2 separate regions of the Zea mays genome follow, and region 1 is linked to region 2. The links are chromatin contacts, called in public Hi-C maps. All regions are on one chromosome and are shown on one strand. Each heading gives the region's core, a stretch centred on a gene start, on an enhancer-like site or on the middle of the called end of the contact. The rest is flanking DNA. Distances are from core to core; before and after follow the strand shown.

What was found. Hi-C and Micro-C count contacts between places; a contact is called where the count stands out from the background.
Region 1: a contact with region 2 is called in a Hi-C map of leaf, with 5 times the contacts expected there. The contact joins the promoter of LOC100279895 here to the promoter of LOC100283898 in region 2. A contact is called at or near these places in 3 of 25 Hi-C or Micro-C datasets (ear, leaf and tassel).

Annotation. Positions count from the first base shown.
Region 1 is chr1:238,344,947-238,348,915 of Zm-B73-REFERENCE-NAM-5.0, forward strand. It overlaps LOC100279895, which reads left to right and starts at 1,409. Exons shown (of 18, transcript NM_001361000.2): 1 at 1,409-1,984; 2 at 2,093-2,203; 3 at 2,334-2,390; 4 at 2,487-2,563; 5 at 2,655-2,754; 6 at 3,465-3,538. The coding sequence starts at 1,904.
Region 2 is chr1:238,041,455-238,045,216 of Zm-B73-REFERENCE-NAM-5.0, forward strand. It overlaps LOC100283898, which reads right to left and starts at 1,284. Exons shown (of 2, transcript NM_001156796.2): 1 at 1,103-1,284. The coding sequence starts at 1,138.

The DNA.
Region 1 (3,969 bases), core at 159-2,658, 300 kb after region 2:
CCATTATGGACTAGGTATTAATCGCCCCCTTCTTAGAAGCAGGAGCAGGGAGCCCTCAAGTAGATCCCATGAGATCATATCAGATGAGTTTTTATTAGAAAATACAAAAACACCACCATAAAGCGGACACATAATATCATCTTAAATCAAGAGGCCCGAATCTATCTTAATTTTCATGTCTCCTATGTCATACCTTTAGTTTTTGATCTCGTGATCTATCTCAATTCATTATCGAAAAATTCTCCATAAACAGTATGTTAATTTTGATTGTGCCATTCAGAGAGCTATGTTCCAGAAATATATTTTCAACACAAATTTTCATCAGTAGTATCTCCACATTATACATTAGTAGATTAATTAACAACGTGATTACGCACCTCGAACCGGTAGGTCTGTTTGGTTGATGTTGTGGCTGTGGAAAAAACTGATGTAGGCTGTAAACTGTGAAAAAACTGTTGTGTGATGTGAGCTATTAAAAATCCTAAAATCGTTTGGTACCATCAAAAGCCGCTAGAAGCAGGTCCAGAGTTGCTTTCAGTTTTACAATACGAGAAAGTCGGATTTTAGGAAAAAGTTGTTTATTGGATCCATTCCTTTAGTTTAGCTTTTGGCTTTTATGGAACAAAAGCCAAACCAAACACACTCCAAGGGTCTGTTTGGTTGGGTTGTGACTGTGAAAAAAGTTGTTGTTGCCTGTGAGCTATAAAAAAAGCTTATATGGGGTGTGATCTATTAAAAAGTTAAAAATTATTTGGTGGAATCTCTAAAGCCGCTAAAAGTTCTTACATTTATATTTTCTCAGTTTATTCAAAAGCTACTAAAAGTAGGTCTAGAGGTGCTTTCATGTTTGTCCTACGAAAAAGTCGTGTTTTAGGGCTAGATTGGGAACCCTATTTTTCAAAAAAAAATTTATTTTCTAAAAAAAACAGTTCATTTTCGTTTGTGGAAATGAATCCTTAAAAATGTTAATTTCTGGTTGCAGTCCTTTAGTTTATTTTTGGTTTTTAAAGGACAAAAACCAAAGAAAAAGCCAAACCAAACACTCAATTCGGTCTCTAAAAGCAAAACCGATCCGCACCGCACAAAATTGTTGCAGTCCTCGCTAAAAGCATAAAAAAGGATTCCGATTCGCTATTCCGTACCGTGTAGTAGCATTCAGCACCGATTCTAGCGTAGTCTACGAGCCAGGCCGGCGTCCCCCAAAATCACCGGCAGGTTTTCCTCGGTTCCCGTTACGTATGTGGACACCTGAACTCAACGCAAAGACCACGAACTGCCGTCAGAGAAGACGCTAGTAAACCGCCCGCCGCCCCAACTCACGAATCGGCACCGCCACCCAACGGGGCTGGTAGAGTACTACTAGTAGTATCCATTCATACGCGCGTGGCCGGTAGGCGCTGTAACCACTTTCTTCTTCTCTTCCAGAAGGCCCAGCCCTCCACCCTCCGGGCACCAGTGCGTGCGCCGTCGACTTCCTCTCACCTTCTCGCTCCTCGAGAACGACTCCATAGCGCACCACACCAGCGCGGCGACAGACAGCCCGCGAGGAGAAAAGGTAGAAGAGGAGGGGCAGGGAGAGCCATACATACTCACCGGTTGGATTCGGTCCAATCCAATCCAGCCGGCCGCGGCGTGACCAGCCGATCCAGAGGGCGCCGAATCGATCTGCGGGGGCGGCGCGGCGATGCGGAGGGCTACCGCTGGGGATCCCGGTCGCCGCGGGGGATGCGCATGAGGGCGTCCGGCCCGCGAATCTTCTGGTTTGGCGGGAGCCCAGGGGGCGCGCACCCCGGATCGGCGGCGCGCGGCGCGGGCAGGATCGTGTCGGTGGGGCTGCGGCAGTGACCGCGGGCGCGGGGGAGGGTGAGAAGCGGCAACTAGCACTTCGAGTCGAGCGGGCGCGATGGTGAGCGGCCACATCTTCCACTGCCGGAAGAACTCGTGGCCGGCGGAGGAGTACGTCGGCCGGACCGCGCTGCAGCTGGTGAGCCCACTTTTTGGCTCCTGCGTCGGCGAATCCGTTCCGTTTCTCGTTTCGTGTTGACTGTTGCTTGCGGGGTGGTCTGACGTTTTGGAGCTTCCTTCGCTGCAGTTGGATTTCGATGGCGGGGCGCCGCCGGAGCAGGCGTGGCGGAGGCGGCTCAACAGCCACGCGAACATCCTCAAGGAGTTCAGTGTCACTTTCATGGAGGCAATGAGGATGGTATGGACGCCTCGGGGATCCGGTCCTCTGTGTTGGGTGTTTTAGGACATGTGCTTTTTCTATTCCTCTTCTAGTTCAAAGCTGTTGCCTTGTTGGTGCTGCCTGCTAAGTTCTGCTCCCGCAATTGCAGATGAGCCTTGGCCTGAGACTATGGTCGTATGTTCGGGAGGAGGCGTCACATGGACGGGTGACATCAGCTATCCTCCTATGCATGATTTTCTTCAGAACACAAATGGATCCAAAAACTGTGCTGACAGGGTGTGATCTGTTGTTGTGCTTGCAGAAAGCACCGATCGATCCGTTCACAAAAGAGCGCTGTAAACCGTCAGCTTCCCAGGGTGTGCCACTTGGTGGGATGGGGTGTGTGCTAATGCCATTGCTTATCTGAACTTCATATATCGATGCATTCTGGAGAACTTTGCCTTCATATCAGCAGTATCGGTTTTTACAGGAGCGGAAGCATTTCGAGAGGTTTCAGGGGAGAGTTCAAGAATTGGCACATCATACCTGGTCTTTGTGAAAGTTCGCCGGTCATGGAGAACCAGTTCTCTGTAATGTTTCTATCTTATCATGCTGTTTCTATTAGACTTTGGTTTGCTGTATGATGTATGTGTGCAATGCTTTATGTACTCTTGAAGCTTGATGTGTATGATGATATGTCCTTTTGAGCACTATAGATGTTTGAAGTATCACTTAAACAAACACATTTTAAGTTCCATGTGCAAATGAGTTATTATATTTTATATAACTATGTGATCAATGCATTTTTTTGGGAGTTCGATAAGATGATATTTCTTTGCTAAGATGGCATAACACTGCCTTTTCTGAATGGTTGCATGCAACCAAGGTTATGATGTCTGGGAAGGTTACTTAATCTTCACAGTTGGCACTTGCTGGTGGGCTGGTTACACTTTTTTCCACTGATATATGAAGTATGGTTGATAGGGGCATTTTTTTTGTCAAGCTATGCATACATTCTATAACGCATTTCGTTTCTTTAGTTGGTGCAATAACTTTAGATTGTTCTTCTTTCATGTACCTGCCTTCGCCCTTTGTAATGCATTTCGTTTCTTTAGCCAGCACAATAACTTTAGACATACCTATTCTAATGTCTTTAAACACTTCATTAAGTTCTTATAATTGATTATATTTCAGGTAGATTACAATTTTACACCTAGCGCCGCAAATTTTTGCAGTATTTTGGCCTTAGTTTTACTATTAAGGCTCAACCTTTGAACAGTTAAATATACTGCTTTTCCAGATATTTGTATCTCGAGACGGGGGTAATAAGAAATACTCATCAGTTTTGGCTCCTGGACATCATGAAGGTCTGAAGTAAGTCACCCATCCTGTTATGTGTGCTTAAAGCTTGCCATCTTATGAGCAGATTATCATGTTAAAATCATACACAAAAACATTTGCTCAAAGTTACTGTTTACTTTATGTCCTGTGCCTACCCTTTTCAATTTGCCTGTTTCTCTTTTTTCCATATTTACCTCTTGAGATCTATATATACGGAACAACTTTTATCTGTATCAATATATTTTGTTATAGTTCTGCCAACTTGGCGATTGAAGGTCAATATGGAATATACTTCCTCTAGGTTCTAAATGATAATATATCTATTGCAATTGGTATTTAGTTTTGGTTCTAGTAAGGTACTATATTGGTGGGAGTGGCATGCTGATCAGATTAACAACTTGGTCAAATTTTGTGCTTTTCATGCTATCTATTCTGTAGAAGTACCTTAATTGATGTTTTATGCG
Region 2 (3,762 bases), core at 34-2,533:
ATGCAGGTAGTTGTACAAAGCACAAGAAAATAATAAAAACTGATCCAGTAAACACCACACATAAACCTTAATCCCTTTTGGTATTACCTACTTTCCTTCACAACGTATAGCAATAGTTAGTATCCAACCAACTCGTACCACTATCCCTTTTTGATACTATAGCAATTAATGCTAAGAATGCTGATGAAATCTTAGTGCTAAATAACTTCCAAGAACTTGTAAAGGTTGATGCTAGTGCACAGGAGCAAGTGCACATTGTACAGCACCGACTGCAGTTACTTTGAGGAACCAGTTGCAGCGTCAGACGACCTGGTGTTCAGATGAAGCTCCCGACCACCATGTAACTGTAGTCCAGCTTATGAGCCCTTTAACTCAAGACTCACATAATCATCTATTTGTTTTCTGGTAATCTAAATTTCCACGGCTCTTGTTCAAAAAAGAATATCTAAATAAAACCCTGTTTTTTATATCAAAGCCTTGACTTTGTGTTTAGTCCTGGACAAAAAAACTCCCAAAACCTGGCAGCCAGATTAAGACCCCTCTAGATTATATAAGTTGGATTATAATAGAAGAGTAATATGTTAAAATATCATTTTGGTATCACAAATAAGCTGCTAGCTTATTTGTTGTACCAAAGTGATATTTTATCTTCCTACTCTTCTACTATAATCTAACTTATATAATTTAGAAGTAAAACAAACAGACCTAAGAGCAAAATCCTCACAAAAAAGGCTCAATATGCAAACGACGTCAAGAGCATTGACGCACAAAACCTGCTTCACCACTAGTACTCTGTTACAGAAAGTATCACGCCGCGACCAAAACCGTCTCGAAAACCGGGATAAACATGGATACCGCCCTACAAGGCTAAACTAAACCCAAAACCCTCGTCATGGTAGAAGCGATCGATCGGGCATGAAAACCGGGACCCCAATTCGGCCGCGAACACCACCCCGCACGCGCTCCCCTCGCATCCTCGAGAGGTGTCGACGTCCTCGGACCTCGGTCCTCCCACTCCTGGCCGCGACCCGCACTCCGACCCGCCGCGAACAGACGACCTAACGGTACGGTGAACCGAGGCCCAAGAGGAAGCGATGCGAACCTTGTAGTTGGGCTGCTGGCCCTGGCGGGAGTCCATGGCGTCCCGCTTCGTCCACCGCCGCCGAGTCGCCGCGCAAGCTCGTGTGGTGGCGTAATGGCAGTAGCACTGTAGCAGCAGCCAGCAGGTGGTGAGCAGGGGGAAAGCTTTCGCGTTTTTCCTTCTCCTTGCTTTTCACTACAAATGGCCTTTTCAGTTCCGCTCTCACTGCAAATGGCGTAGCGCCCGCTGGTGCCATGGATGGGCCATTCTAATTTGTTGCGTCTGGCTGGGCTTTGCACCCGAACCACCTGTCTGGGCGCCTGGCGCAAGACGCTTGCCAGGCCCAGCACTTGATGGGCCGAGATGGGATCCTATATGGCACACTCCACAAGATGGCGCGAGAGAATCTCAGTGAGGGATTGTGATATTGTTTGGAGGCAAATAGAATAGAAAATCTTAAATGAATTGATACTAAAGGAACATTTGAGAGCTGCTACTTTGAGGCTAATCATAAAGCTAAAAAGATAGGATTGTTCAAAAGACCTATGTTTTGCTTGACGAAAATCTAAGTCTAGACAAGAATGTTGGGACATTGTTGAAGGGTACTTTTATGAGAATGGTGAATGATTTTCTATTTAGGACGGGATAGGGTTCCGATAGATCTAGATGAAGTCCAGGATTGCTATGGGGAGTAGAGATTATCATATAGAACTTTCCATTTTAGCTACTGCTATTTTATGTGGTTTGTGGAATGTACGAAACAAAATAGGGATAGAGCATCACATTTTCGAAGAGTTCTAATGAAAACTTTCATAAAATCTTCACTTTTTTTACAGAGATGGCACTTTTTTGAGAGAGAGAGAGTGGGATGTCAGATTTTTGGATGATAAGTTGAAGACGATGAAATGGCGGCTTCAAGGGTTTTGGAGAAGGGCCGAAGACATGGATGTTGAAGATGTTCTGTAGGCTAGTTATTGGTAGTTGATTCTGGTTGTTGCTTCAGGTTCAGGCCTCTCTGGCGTCTTGTCTTCTGTTTCTTTGTTCGCTTGTTTCTGTCCCGCGGTCTGCTTTGTAAGATGGTTTATTTCACAGTAGATTAGTGGTTATATATGTGATGACTCTTTAATTTTAGCTTCTATAAAACCTGGTTCACTCCCGTCGTCAAAGAAGATCTCAGAGAGACGCAACAATCAGAAGGGAAACATTCTTCTTTGGGTTAAGTTCGCGACATGGTTGGTAGCCAATCACCATCGTCTCCCGCAACACACAGCCCAACCCCATGGATCCTTCCTCCCACACCCGTTGCAGTACCGTGGCACAGTTGGTTTATAGCGCATCAAATGGCTGGTGCGGACGCCGTGGTCCCAGCTCCCAGCCAACCAAAGGCGCCAATGGCTCCATCGCCGGCCGGCCCGCCGTGGCGCCGGATCCAGCGCCGAACCGAGCCATTGTACCTGCCTTGCTCTATAATAATTGTACTGTAGGCCCGTCCTTCCTCGGTAGCCTGTACGGCTGTAGCCATTGGACCAGGAGACCATGCACGCATGTGCCTGATGCTCCCTGCTCCTCCTGTCTCTCATCAGCGAACTGGGCGCTGCAGGCATGGAGAGGCCGAGAGAGCTAGCTAGGCGGATGGTGTGCGAGCCGAGCTACCTCTCTGAAAAGGCCTGCGCCGGGCCTTCAATTCGCTTGAATTAAACCATGGGCAGTTCAATTCGCCTGAAACAATTCACCTACCCCTATATACTGGCATTCTTTCAACGCGGTCGATCGGCGCAGTTCTCTCTGCTCGTATAGCCGAAAACCATGGGCAGCGCACCAGCGCTAGGATATACTGAAACAGTGGGTGCTGTTGCTCGCTCAGCTCGCTCGGGTGGTATTTGTATCAGGAAGCAGCAGCAGGCCGGCTTGATTTTTCATGCATGTGCAATGTGTCTACTGTTGTAAAATATAATATTAACAATAGAGATGTTAGCGTTTCGATCCGAGGATCCAACCAACTAGTGAATTAGTACTGTGTGCCTAGATCTAGATGTGTGATGCAAGGAGACACAAGTCTTTATTCTGGTTCGGATAAGAGAAGCTCCTCCTTCTAGCAAAGGAGAATGAGACTTATATTACTTGCACACAAGTGGTTGTAGTATGGGATACAAGCCGGTAGGGAGAGGGAGAAGTTTTCAAGCTCCTGTTGATGATTGAGGCAAGTGTCAATATCAGTCGTAGAGGTAAAAACCGCGAAGTGTTCCCCTCCCTGAATGAAGCCATGGGCTCCTCCTTTTATAGCCTCAACTCAAGGAGGGCTCCGAGGAGCGCCATGGTTTGTCGCGTAAGGGAGAGGAGATGTGTCCGAACCTCTGCAGCCGATATAGTCGTCGATACGGCCTTCGTACTTGCTGTTGACTTGAACTGGGAGGAGGATGTCTGATCCTTGTATTTGCATCTTTGACCATACAGAGAGCCGAGATCAGGGTCCGGGGCTCGGACGCGTACCCAAGCCTGCCTGATGGAGGAGTTGTCCGAGTCGTAGTTATTGCCACAGTGTTAAGCATGGTGAAAAGTGTGTGGTAATTCGCCCCACATGCCTAAAGCAGACTTGACGTTCGTCATGTAGCCATCCTGTTGCCGGCAGCCTTCGCAGAGGAGTTGGTGAAGTCCTTTAGTCAATGTTACCTAGGCCGAGG